2 separate regions of the Sus scrofa genome follow, and region 1 is linked to region 2. A link is a contact called in public promoter capture Hi-C data. All regions are on one chromosome and are shown on one strand. The core of a region is the stretch at or near the end of the contact, and the rest is flanking DNA. Distances in the headings are between cores, read along the strand shown. Region 1 has its middle 9.3 kb from the start of GPR37L1. Region 2 holds the start of ELF3 (ETS-related transcription factor Elf-3).

Region 1 (4,658 bases), core at 145-2,644, 60 kb before region 2:
ACGGCCCAGGGTGACTCTGAAGCCGACCTGGAACGTGCATCTTCCTCATCTTCCTCTCGGGAGACACCCCCCCCTCCGCCCCCCGCACACAACCCTGGGCTCCAGAACCTGCAAATCTGCAGCCGCCCCCGGGGGCTCAGCCCAGACCCCGGCAGCAACCACCCCGCAGGAGATCTCGCTCTCCCAACTACACGTGTCCCAGGGCTCCTCGGGGACTTTCCGGTGGGCCCACGGTGTGAAGCTGACCCGGCTCCTGGAAATTCCACAAGACGTCCTTGCCAGCACTACAGGCCCCCTGCCGTCCCCTGAATGGAGGCCCCTTTGCAGGTCCCCGCCCTCTCCTATGAAACAAGGCTTTGCCAGGGGTGTCTCAGTCCCTCTGAGCCCCAGTGCTTCCAGAGGAACTTCTGTGGACAATGCCTTGTTGATGTTTTTGCTTGTTTGCTTTTGTTGTTTGTTTGTTTGTTTTTGTTTTTGTTTTTTTAGTCTTTCGGGTTTGTTTTTTTTTAGGGCCGCATCCGCATCATATAGAGGTTCCCAGGCTAGGGGTCCAATCGGAGCTGTTGCTGCCAGTCTACACCACAGCCACAGCAACGCTAGATCTGAGCCGTGTCTGCGACCTACACCACAGCTCACGGCAATACTGGATCCTTCACCCACTGAGCGAGGCCAGGGATCGATCCTGCATCCTCAAGGATACTAGTCAGATTTGTTTCCACCGAGCCACGACGGGAACTCCTGTTGTTCGATTTTTGTTTTTGGCAGAGGATGAGGGAAAATTCCAGACCCCTGGTGGCCTCATGGTCCATAGAAAGCTGGCACTGGATGTTGTAATCTCCTGGACCATTTCTCTTTCGCCCATTTCTTTTTTATTAAAAAACATTTTAAAAAAATTTTTTCTTTTTAGGGCCACACCCGAGGCATGTGGAAGTTCCCAGGCGAGAGGTTGAATGAGAGCTGCAGCTGCCAGCCTACGCCACAGCCACAGCCATGGCAGATCCTTAACCCAGTGAGCGAGGCCAGGGATGGAACCCATGGCCTCATGGATACTAGTTGGGTTCTTAACCCTCTGATCCATGACGGGAACTCCCCTTTTGCCTACTTCTGACGCAGGAGGTGGAGGGAATAGAGATGGCAGCGAGCTTGGCGCGGGCAGGGAGGTGTGCCTGTGCAGGTGCGTGTGTGTATCTGTGGGTCTCTGTGCTCAGCACAGGATAGTGTGTATCGCCCTCCATGCCAGAGTCACGGAGCGCCCCACACGCCGCCGCGTAAAGAGGTTTATATTCCTCTCTGGCATGGCTGGGCCCGGGGTGTGGTTCAACAGATGGCTAGCAGGGTACAGGTGTGTCTGGCTGGAAAAGGCAGCTGACCCAGCCTCCCGATTGGCTGTCTGTGAGTCACGGCAGTTGGGTTCCTGGAGCGGCTCGCAGGCTGCCATGGAGCTGGGGTCATGCCCTGCTTATCTCCACCGCCTTCGCTGCCAGCCCAGACGGACAATGTTCCCGTATCGGCAGTGACGCTCGCAGGCTGCTGGCTCCGGGTCAGTGGGACATGCCCTCTGGGGAGGTGTCCCAGGAGGGCGTGGGTTCACCTCAACCTCGCCGTGCCGGACACCACAGCTCCCCCCACCCCCCACTTTCGATGGGGCCTCAGGGGAGATTGGAGGGGCCGGCTGGACGGCTGACTGCAACCTGGCAAGAGCACAAAGGGGTTTCCTCAGTTCCAAAACACCCACCTGAACTGACCAGCAACAGGAAACTGTTTGTGGGTAAACATTCTAGAAACCACCTCCAGCCTCTGGGAAGGGCCTCCAGGGAGATGGGCAGAGAGGCGTTGCCATGGTAACTCAGCAAGCTTCTGAGGCTCTAGCAGAGGGAGGAGCAAGGCAGGTGCCCTGGACCCGTACCCCGGCTTTTTCAGATCTAAGGGATCCCTGGACATGTGACACTGGATGCACCCTGCCTCCCCCACCCCCAGAGTTTTCATCTCCCAGGCCCTCGGTGGGCGTGGCTTCAGGTGGACATGGCAAGGCCATGACAGGGACATGCACGCCCCAAGGTCACAAGGTGGAGGCCGGCAGCCAGCAGGAGCTGACGCGGGGCCACCTGCTCCACCACACCTGAAAAGCCCTCGTCTGCCCGGTCACCCATACAGTTGCAGCCCCCAGGCCTCCGTTAGTGTCCCGGAACCACTCAGCTTGGGGACAGGGGGACCTGGCACTACCCCCTTGATCCAGGTGGCTAGTGCTTAGAAGCTCCAAGGCAGCAAACCACCATATGTTGGCGGTCACCCCTGCTCCCTTGTCTGCCTCCCCGGGCAGATACAACTTTGTGTTGGGGGGAGTGGGGTCATGGTACGGGCGGTGGGCTGGGGAGGCCCGACCAGCTCCCTATGGCTGCCCAGCTCTCTGCCACCCTAGACCTGGCTCCCGCCCACCAGGAGGGCACCGTGGCCATCCAGGCGCCTGGGCAGACTGCCAGGGGGAATTTTCCACCTGCCTGCCTTTACCGCCTGCTCTATGGTCTGGAGCCAAGCCTGGGGAGGGACGGGCCCCCAGGGCAGCTGGAGGAAGCGCCGAGGTTGCTTGGGTCGCCCACTCAGAACAGCCACCCGCGCCTGGGTCCATGCCAGCCAGCAGTGTCTCCTCTCAGAGGGGCAGGAGCTAAGTTGGCTCTGGGTCATGACCCCGCCCCCCCAAACTAGTAGGCCCCTACCTTGGGCTAGTGGGACACTGAGGCACAAGAGAGCAACAAATAGGACCAAGGTCACAGAGGGCAAGGTGGCCAAGTCAGGCCTCAGACTCACAGCAGAGTGTCCTTGACCACACTTTCCAGGCTTCCCCGGAGCATGGCCCACCTGGACTGCCCTCGTCCCCACCAGCTTTGCTCCAGCCCAGCCCAGCTCCCCCCCCACACACTGTCCTCCTCCTGGGCATAGTCGGGTGGGTCTGTCCTCCCCAGCTCCTTGGGAGAAAGCAGCTCTGGGGTGTGCGTGTGTGTATGTCCCTGGGAGAGCTGAGGGTGGGGCCGAGGCTGCTTCAGGAGCCCGCGTGTGACACTGAAACCGCGGGTGACCACAGAGGCAGGAAGATTCAGGCGAGATTAGAAGCAGATAAGCTGAGGGCAGCTGGGCTGGGGAGGGCTGAAACCTGGGGCCTCTGGGAGGGGCAGCGCCTTCTGCTTGCCCCTCAGATCCCTGGCCTCATGGGGAGCCCACTCGGCCTTGGGCCCCGACAGGGAGGGGTCAGCTGGCGCCCCATGTCGCTCCCCCCAGCAGAGAGGTGACCTGGGTGAACTGCTCCTTCGAGTAAACAGCAAAGCGAGAGCCTGGGGCGCGGGCGGCTGAGGCTGAAACTGGTGCCGTGAGCCCATGAGTCATGTTCTCGCTCCGAGGCTGCCAGGGAGGGAGCGGGAGGGAAAAGGCAGGACAGGGGCAGGGCAGGCCCCACGCCCCCTCTTCTGGGACTCCTCAAAGGGTCCTCAGAAATCTCTTCATTTCACTGAGTTAGGGGGCTGCACCGGCGACGGCCCAGAGAGGACAAGTGACTTGTCGATGGACACACAGCACGTCGGTGCTGTCAGGACTCCTGAGCCACGGAGTCAGATCCCAGAGCCGGGAACAGAACTGCAACAGGTTGCCCTGTCTGGCCCAGACCAGGCCTGCTGCCCACTGGGGAAAGAGCTGGGTAACTGCCATCTTTGCCAAAGACGCCGGCGAGCCCTGGGCTGCTCTGGGGACTGGCCTGACGTCAGCTGGCTTCACCCACCCCTGGAAGCCCTGCCCAGTGCTGTGATGTCACGGGGCTGAACCAGCTCTGCTGGGAAGAACGTGCCACCCTGGGGAGGGGTGCAGGGATCCAGTCTGGGTCTGAGCGAGATCTACCCCCTTCAGAGCTCCCCGCCCCCCACTGCTGCCCCCCACGCCCCAACCCCCTGCTCCCCTGAAAGCGAGCTCCCCCTGGGGCTGCTCCCACGGGTGCCTGAGTCAGCTCTCAGGGGCCAAGTTATGAACACCACAAAGGGAGCCCTCCCTGGCTGCGCTGCTGTCGTGGGCAGGAGGCTGGAATTCAGAGAATTCAGAGTTTCGGGTCATCCCAGCAAATCTCAGCCTGTCACCTCGGCAGAGCCCTGGGCAGGTGTCTGGCCTCATGGAGCCGCCTGTGTAAACACATCCCCGCAGGGCGGTCGTGAAGATTAAATGGAGTGACCTTGTGCAACTTCGGCCCAAGGCCCGGCATGTGGTGACAAGGGCTCAGTTTCTGGAAGGGGAACTATTCCAGAAGAGGGCTCTGATTTAATAAACAGGGTTGGAAGGATAGTCTGGCCTTCCATTTACTCCGAGAGCTCCTCCGCCAGGCGATGGGTGCCAGAAGGAGGACTCGGGCTGGCAGCGGGATGGGGGGCTTTCTATCCCCCCCAAAAAGGCACCCTCATCTCCCCTGGCCCCTCACCCCAACCCTCATCTCCGCCCTGGATCCCTCCTCCTCCTGAAGCTCAGGTGAGCTAGGGTCTCCTGCCAGCCCCCCAGCATCCTCTCTGTTTCTTGCTGTTTGTCATGCGGCTTCTCCTGGCATCCGTCCCTGCCTTGGGCAGCAGCTTCCCGTGGTCTGGGACCTCTTGCTGCCCGAGCTCCTGGCAGAGGTGAGAGGAGGCATTTGC
Region 2 (4,547 bases), core at 1,496-3,995:
ACGTGTCTCACACAGCACAGAGATTAAACACACTCCAATACTGATCAAATATCTGGCTTGGATACCAGAGCGGTGAGACATAGCACTGCCTTGAGGGGCTTGTGGTTTGGAGGGGTCATGGTAAAACAAAGCAAATACACCAGCTAGTGGTGAGAGCTTGTTAGGTATAGGAGCACAGAGCTGGCCCCAGCCTGGGGGCCAAGGGGACAGCTTCTTGGAAAGAAGCCCAAGAAGAAAACAGGCCCAAAGCTGGGGGCAGGGGGCAGGCAGCATGGATGAGCAAGAGCTGCAGGGACACTCCCAGTGGGGAGGGTGGTGGGAACTCACTCAAGGCCAGAGGCCAGCGGGCAGGGACTTGGTAGGGGAAGGGCCGCCTTGGCCCAGCCCTCAGTGGGCGGGGCATCCAGCAGCCCAGCCACTGTCCCTGCCTGAGCCTGCCCAGCACCCACCAGCCTCTTCCCACCAGCAAATGGGCCCCCCAGGCAGGACAGGGCAGGGGCAGGGAGACTAGACTCCACCTCCAGCCTTCCCCAGGTGCCCCCCTGAGGGACCACCAACCAGCTCTGCTGCTAGGCAGTGACCCATACCCAGGGCCCTGGCCTCAGGCACAGCTGCAATGAGGGCAGGAGGGAGGAATGGTGTGAGCCCCCACACACACACCGCGCAGGCCCCCCTCCCACCATTCAGCCCTCCCCACCATGCAGGTCCCCCCCTCACCATGCTTGCTCTTCGTTCCCTCCAGACACCCCCGAGATTCTTTGCTCAGCTTTCGGGGGCGGCCCCGTTTCCGCTTCCCGTGCTTCAGATCCCCCTTCTTGTAGTCTGGGAAGCCATCTGTGGGGAGAGGTGGTGGGTCAGGGTAGGGAGGGATGGGGGCTGGCTCCAGGCACTGCCAGTGGGACCCCCCGTGGGGACCAGGAGACCTCGGCTCACCCCCGGAGAAGGGCTTGCTGTCAGGGGCGTCCAGGTCCACGTCGCTTCCACCGGAGTCTGAGGTGGGGGAGCTCTGGGAGGCTCCAGTGCCTGGGGAGGGAGTGGGTGTGAGCCCCTCCCAGCCACACTGCTGCCCACCGACTCCCATCCATCCTCCAGGGAAGCCAGGGCCTCTGGGGCAGGGGGAGCTGTGGGCAGACGCCAGCCGGGCTCACCTGCGGTGGAGACATCGGAGCTGCCTGGGGAGGGGGCTCCCGCGCTGAAGCTGCCCGGGTAGAAGGGGCTGGGCTGTCTGCAGTCCTCCAGCATCTCTTGGGCGAAGGGGCTTCCCTGGTCTGGGAGAACAGGGGAGGGTTCAGATGGGTCTGACTGGGTGGCACCGGGCAGAAATGGGGAGGACAGGCTGGGGATGCCGAAGACTCTCACCAAAGGGGCCCTGGTCTCCGAGGGGCTCCTGGAGGGTCATGCTGTCCTTCTCCAGAAGTTCCATGATCCAGCTGAGCTCGTCAGGAAAGCTGGAAGCTGATAAGAAGGGGGATCAGGGCCCAGGCTGGCTCCTCTCCCCTCCCCCGGGCTCCCTCTAGGGCGGCTCCCCAGACCAGCCTCCCTGACGGGGAAGGCCCCTCCAGGACTTACTGAGGTCCCATAGCTGAGCATAGAGCTGGTCCCCCAAGGGCCCGAAGACCAGGCGCAGCTCCTCAGGGGCGCAGCGGCAGAGCGCGGCCCCGTCCATGTCACAGCGCGAGAGGTCGATGGTGCTGGCGTCGTATTTGTGCTTCTCCACTTGGTAGCTGATCCAGTCCAGAACCTGGGCCTTGGACCAGAGCTGGGGCTGCTCCCCCGACCAGCTGGCCTTCTCTGCAGGGGACGGGCAGGTGGCGGCAGGTCAGCCCCCTTCTGGAGCCCATTGGGGTGCCTCTCCGAGAACCCAGCCAGGCTGGGGCAGGAAGCACTGCTCACAACCATTCCCGGCCCCCAAACCCCAGCACGCCAACTGCTTACAGCTCACCCCAGCCGCCCTCCCTGCCTGACCCCCATTTGTCCACAGGCTCTTAGATGCTCGTCTCCCCTTCCTCAAACACCCCACCGCAGCCTGAGACCCACCTGGGCCCTCCAGGGGCATCTGTGGGCTGCCCAGGGCCAGCACCAGGTCGTCGGCCCCAAAGGTGGCAGCGGCGGGAACAGAAGCCAGAGTGGGGTCCTCCGAGCTGTACATCGTACTGAAGTAATTGCTAAAAACGTTGCTAATCTCGCAGGTTGCGGCCATGAGGCTCCCTGGGAAGGGAGGGCGAGGCAGATGAGGGCCGGTCCTCTCCTACCCTCCAGCCACTCTGCTCCAGCCAAGCCTGGGGCAGGAAGGGCCCAAGGGCGCGAAGGTCAACAGCTCTGGGGACACCTATTCCTCCATAAGGGCTCCAAGGTCTCTAAGCTGGGGCAGGGGTGGGGGCACAAGGCCCCCCACCAGGCTCCCTCCTCAGCCCACCTGGGTCCTTGAGTGGGACCAGCAGTCTGTCCCCCCCAGGACAAGGCCCTGGGGACACCACCTGCACTCTGGCTGGGAATTCCACCCTGCGAACTGCTGGGGGAGACACAGGTTCCCCAGTGCCCCCTCACCCCCAGTGTCCCCAGGCCGGGCTGGGTAACATGATGGGCTGGGGTCCTACCGGTGGCGGCTGAGGGTGTGGCAGGCAGGTTAGGGGACAGCAGGCGGGAAGAATCCGGGGACAAGCTCTGCCAGGTGGTGGTGCGCAGAGGCTCTGGCTGCGCTCCCGGCGCCCTAAGAACAAGCATCTGAGCTCCGCCCGCCCAGGCCTTTATAGGCGCCTGCGGTAACCTGAGCTGGTGGCTCATTGGTCGAGGGGATTTCCTGGCCTTTAGACTGGGCTCCTGGCCCCAGGTGATTTGCATATTTTGTGCCTCTTGGCTGGGATCCAGGCTGCGGTGCTGGGAAGTCAGGCCCTGCTGGTTTAATGATTGTCAGGGTCTGTCATCCCGCACCCTCTGGGGTTGGGCACAGGGCAGTGGCCTGGGCGGGGGGCCGAGAGCCGCTGGGTGGGCATGTGCACTTTCGGCCACCCCCTGGCTCAGGAAATTCCTTAGGGGGGCCAGGCAGGGACAGGCTAGGGGAGGGTGCGTGACTGGGTCAGAGCTGGGTCGGGAACACTCCCGGCCCCCAATGTCTGCAGGTCTGAAGACAAAGGGGATGGAGCAGGGAGAGAAGATACTGAGGTCTGGGGTTTTTCCCACGATGCCCAGGATTCAGGCTGGAAGGCTCTCTAGACACCAGGCTACATTCACGGGGGTCTGGGTAGGGCCCTGGCGTCCCTAGCCACAGGGCCCACCACTGTCCTCTCCTTTGTTGGCAAGGTCTTGGCATTCTTTGCCTGCTGGATGCCCCACAAGCATCACGGTCACCCCTGTCCAAGCACCTGGCTCTGCTCAGAAACCCCCCGGACCCCTGATGGAGCCCACCTAGAAGGGGGTGCTGGCAGGGGCTGCAGAGGGCGCTGGCCCCACGTGCGGGTGTTTACGGCTCTCTGTGGCCTCCGTCTGACCTCCCCGTCTAACCTCCGCTCCTCGGGTGCCGGCGCCTGCCTGCTGCCCCCTAGCGGCCAGAGGCCCCGCCCTTCGCCCGCATCGGGGACGCGGCGGGGCAGCGCGGCGGCGGGAATGTGTGGTTGTCCTCCTTTTACAGATCGGGAGGTTGCAGCTCGAGGGCTGAATGACCCGCCCAGGCCACGCGGACCTAGTTAAGTGGTGGAGCTGTGGTTTAACTCCCCCACCCGGCGCTCTTTCCAGTCGACCTCGCCCTCCCTCTGGGCAAGGTGACCTTTCCACACAGGGTCCTCTCCATGAACCCAGCCCCACTGCGGACCCCAAGGGGCGTCCTGCAGACCCCCGAGGCCCTGTGGGGCGGGGGGAGGGCAGCCAGGTGGCGAGGGGGCGGGAGACCTCTGGGGTCTCTTCCGGTTGCCATCCGTGAAAAAGAGTGTGTTTGGATACAATAGTCCCTCAGATACCTCCAATCTCACTCGTGGCCACATCGCAGAGGCAGGATCTGAGTATCTCCCCCCCACACAGTCCTGGGCGCCCCCCAGCCCCCTCCTTTAACCCTCCCTGCGAGGAATAAGACGTTCCTCTGGCATCTGCTTCCAGTCTCAGCTCTGAAATTGCTGGATGCGCAGAGGGAGTGAGGGTCTGGCCCCCTTCCACTGAGCCGGGAGTGGGGGGCCTGGGCCCTGGGGAGCAGGGCCCCAGCCCTTGGGGGGGGGCCTCCCCCACAGCCCCAGGCACGCCCTCCACCCAGTCCCTCGCCCTGGAATGTGGGAGAACCAGCTCTGGGCTCCAGCCCCAGGATAGCTCACGTGCTCCAGGGGAGAGTACCTGGCTGAGGCTGGGGTGGGGAGGGATGTGGAGGCAGCAGGGAGAAAGGCCGCAGGCCTCAGGCTCCTGGGAGAAGTGGGGCTGTCAAGCGTGCTTGTGGGCTGGCCTCCCTTAGCAGGTGATGTAGCGGTGGGGAGGGGTCAGGGCCTGGAGTGGCCAGGGGGATGGGGGGGGGGGCAGGGGGAGATGCGGGAGCAGTGGCACAACCTCTAGACCTAAGAAAGGACAGG

Evidence for each region. Promoter capture Hi-C pulls out the DNA fragments that hold promoters and counts their contacts.
Region 1: a contact with region 2 is called in a promoter capture Hi-C map of liver, with 7 times the contacts expected there. The contact joins the enhancer-like site here to the promoter of ELF3 in region 2. A contact is called at or near these places in 5 of 5 promoter capture datasets (fetal liver, fetal skeletal muscle, liver and 1 more), 25 of 47 Hi-C or Micro-C datasets (alveolar macrophages, brain, embryonic fibroblasts and 14 more) and 1 of 2 datasets of contacts at active chromatin or transcription factors (skeletal muscle).

What each region holds. Positions count from the first base shown.
Region 1 is chr10:24,295,072-24,299,729 of Sscrofa11.1, reverse strand. No RefSeq gene overlaps it. Among named protein-coding and RNA genes, the nearest start is that of GPR37L1, 9.3 kb to the left of the region's middle. Within about 2 kb of position 1,394, at least 23 of the 83 cell types and tissues checked have an H3K27ac peak or open chromatin away from gene starts, as enhancers often do. A contact at or near this core is called in liver, where this site is marked.
Region 2 is chr10:24,236,050-24,240,596 of Sscrofa11.1, reverse strand. ELF3 (ETS-related transcription factor Elf-3) reads right to left here and starts at 2,745. Exons shown (of 9, transcript XM_021064529.1): 1 at 2,598-2,745; 2 at 2,038-2,208; 3 at 1,570-1,791; 4 at 1,360-1,455; 5 at 1,149-1,268; 6 at 934-1,023; 7 at 718-834. The coding sequence starts at 2,724.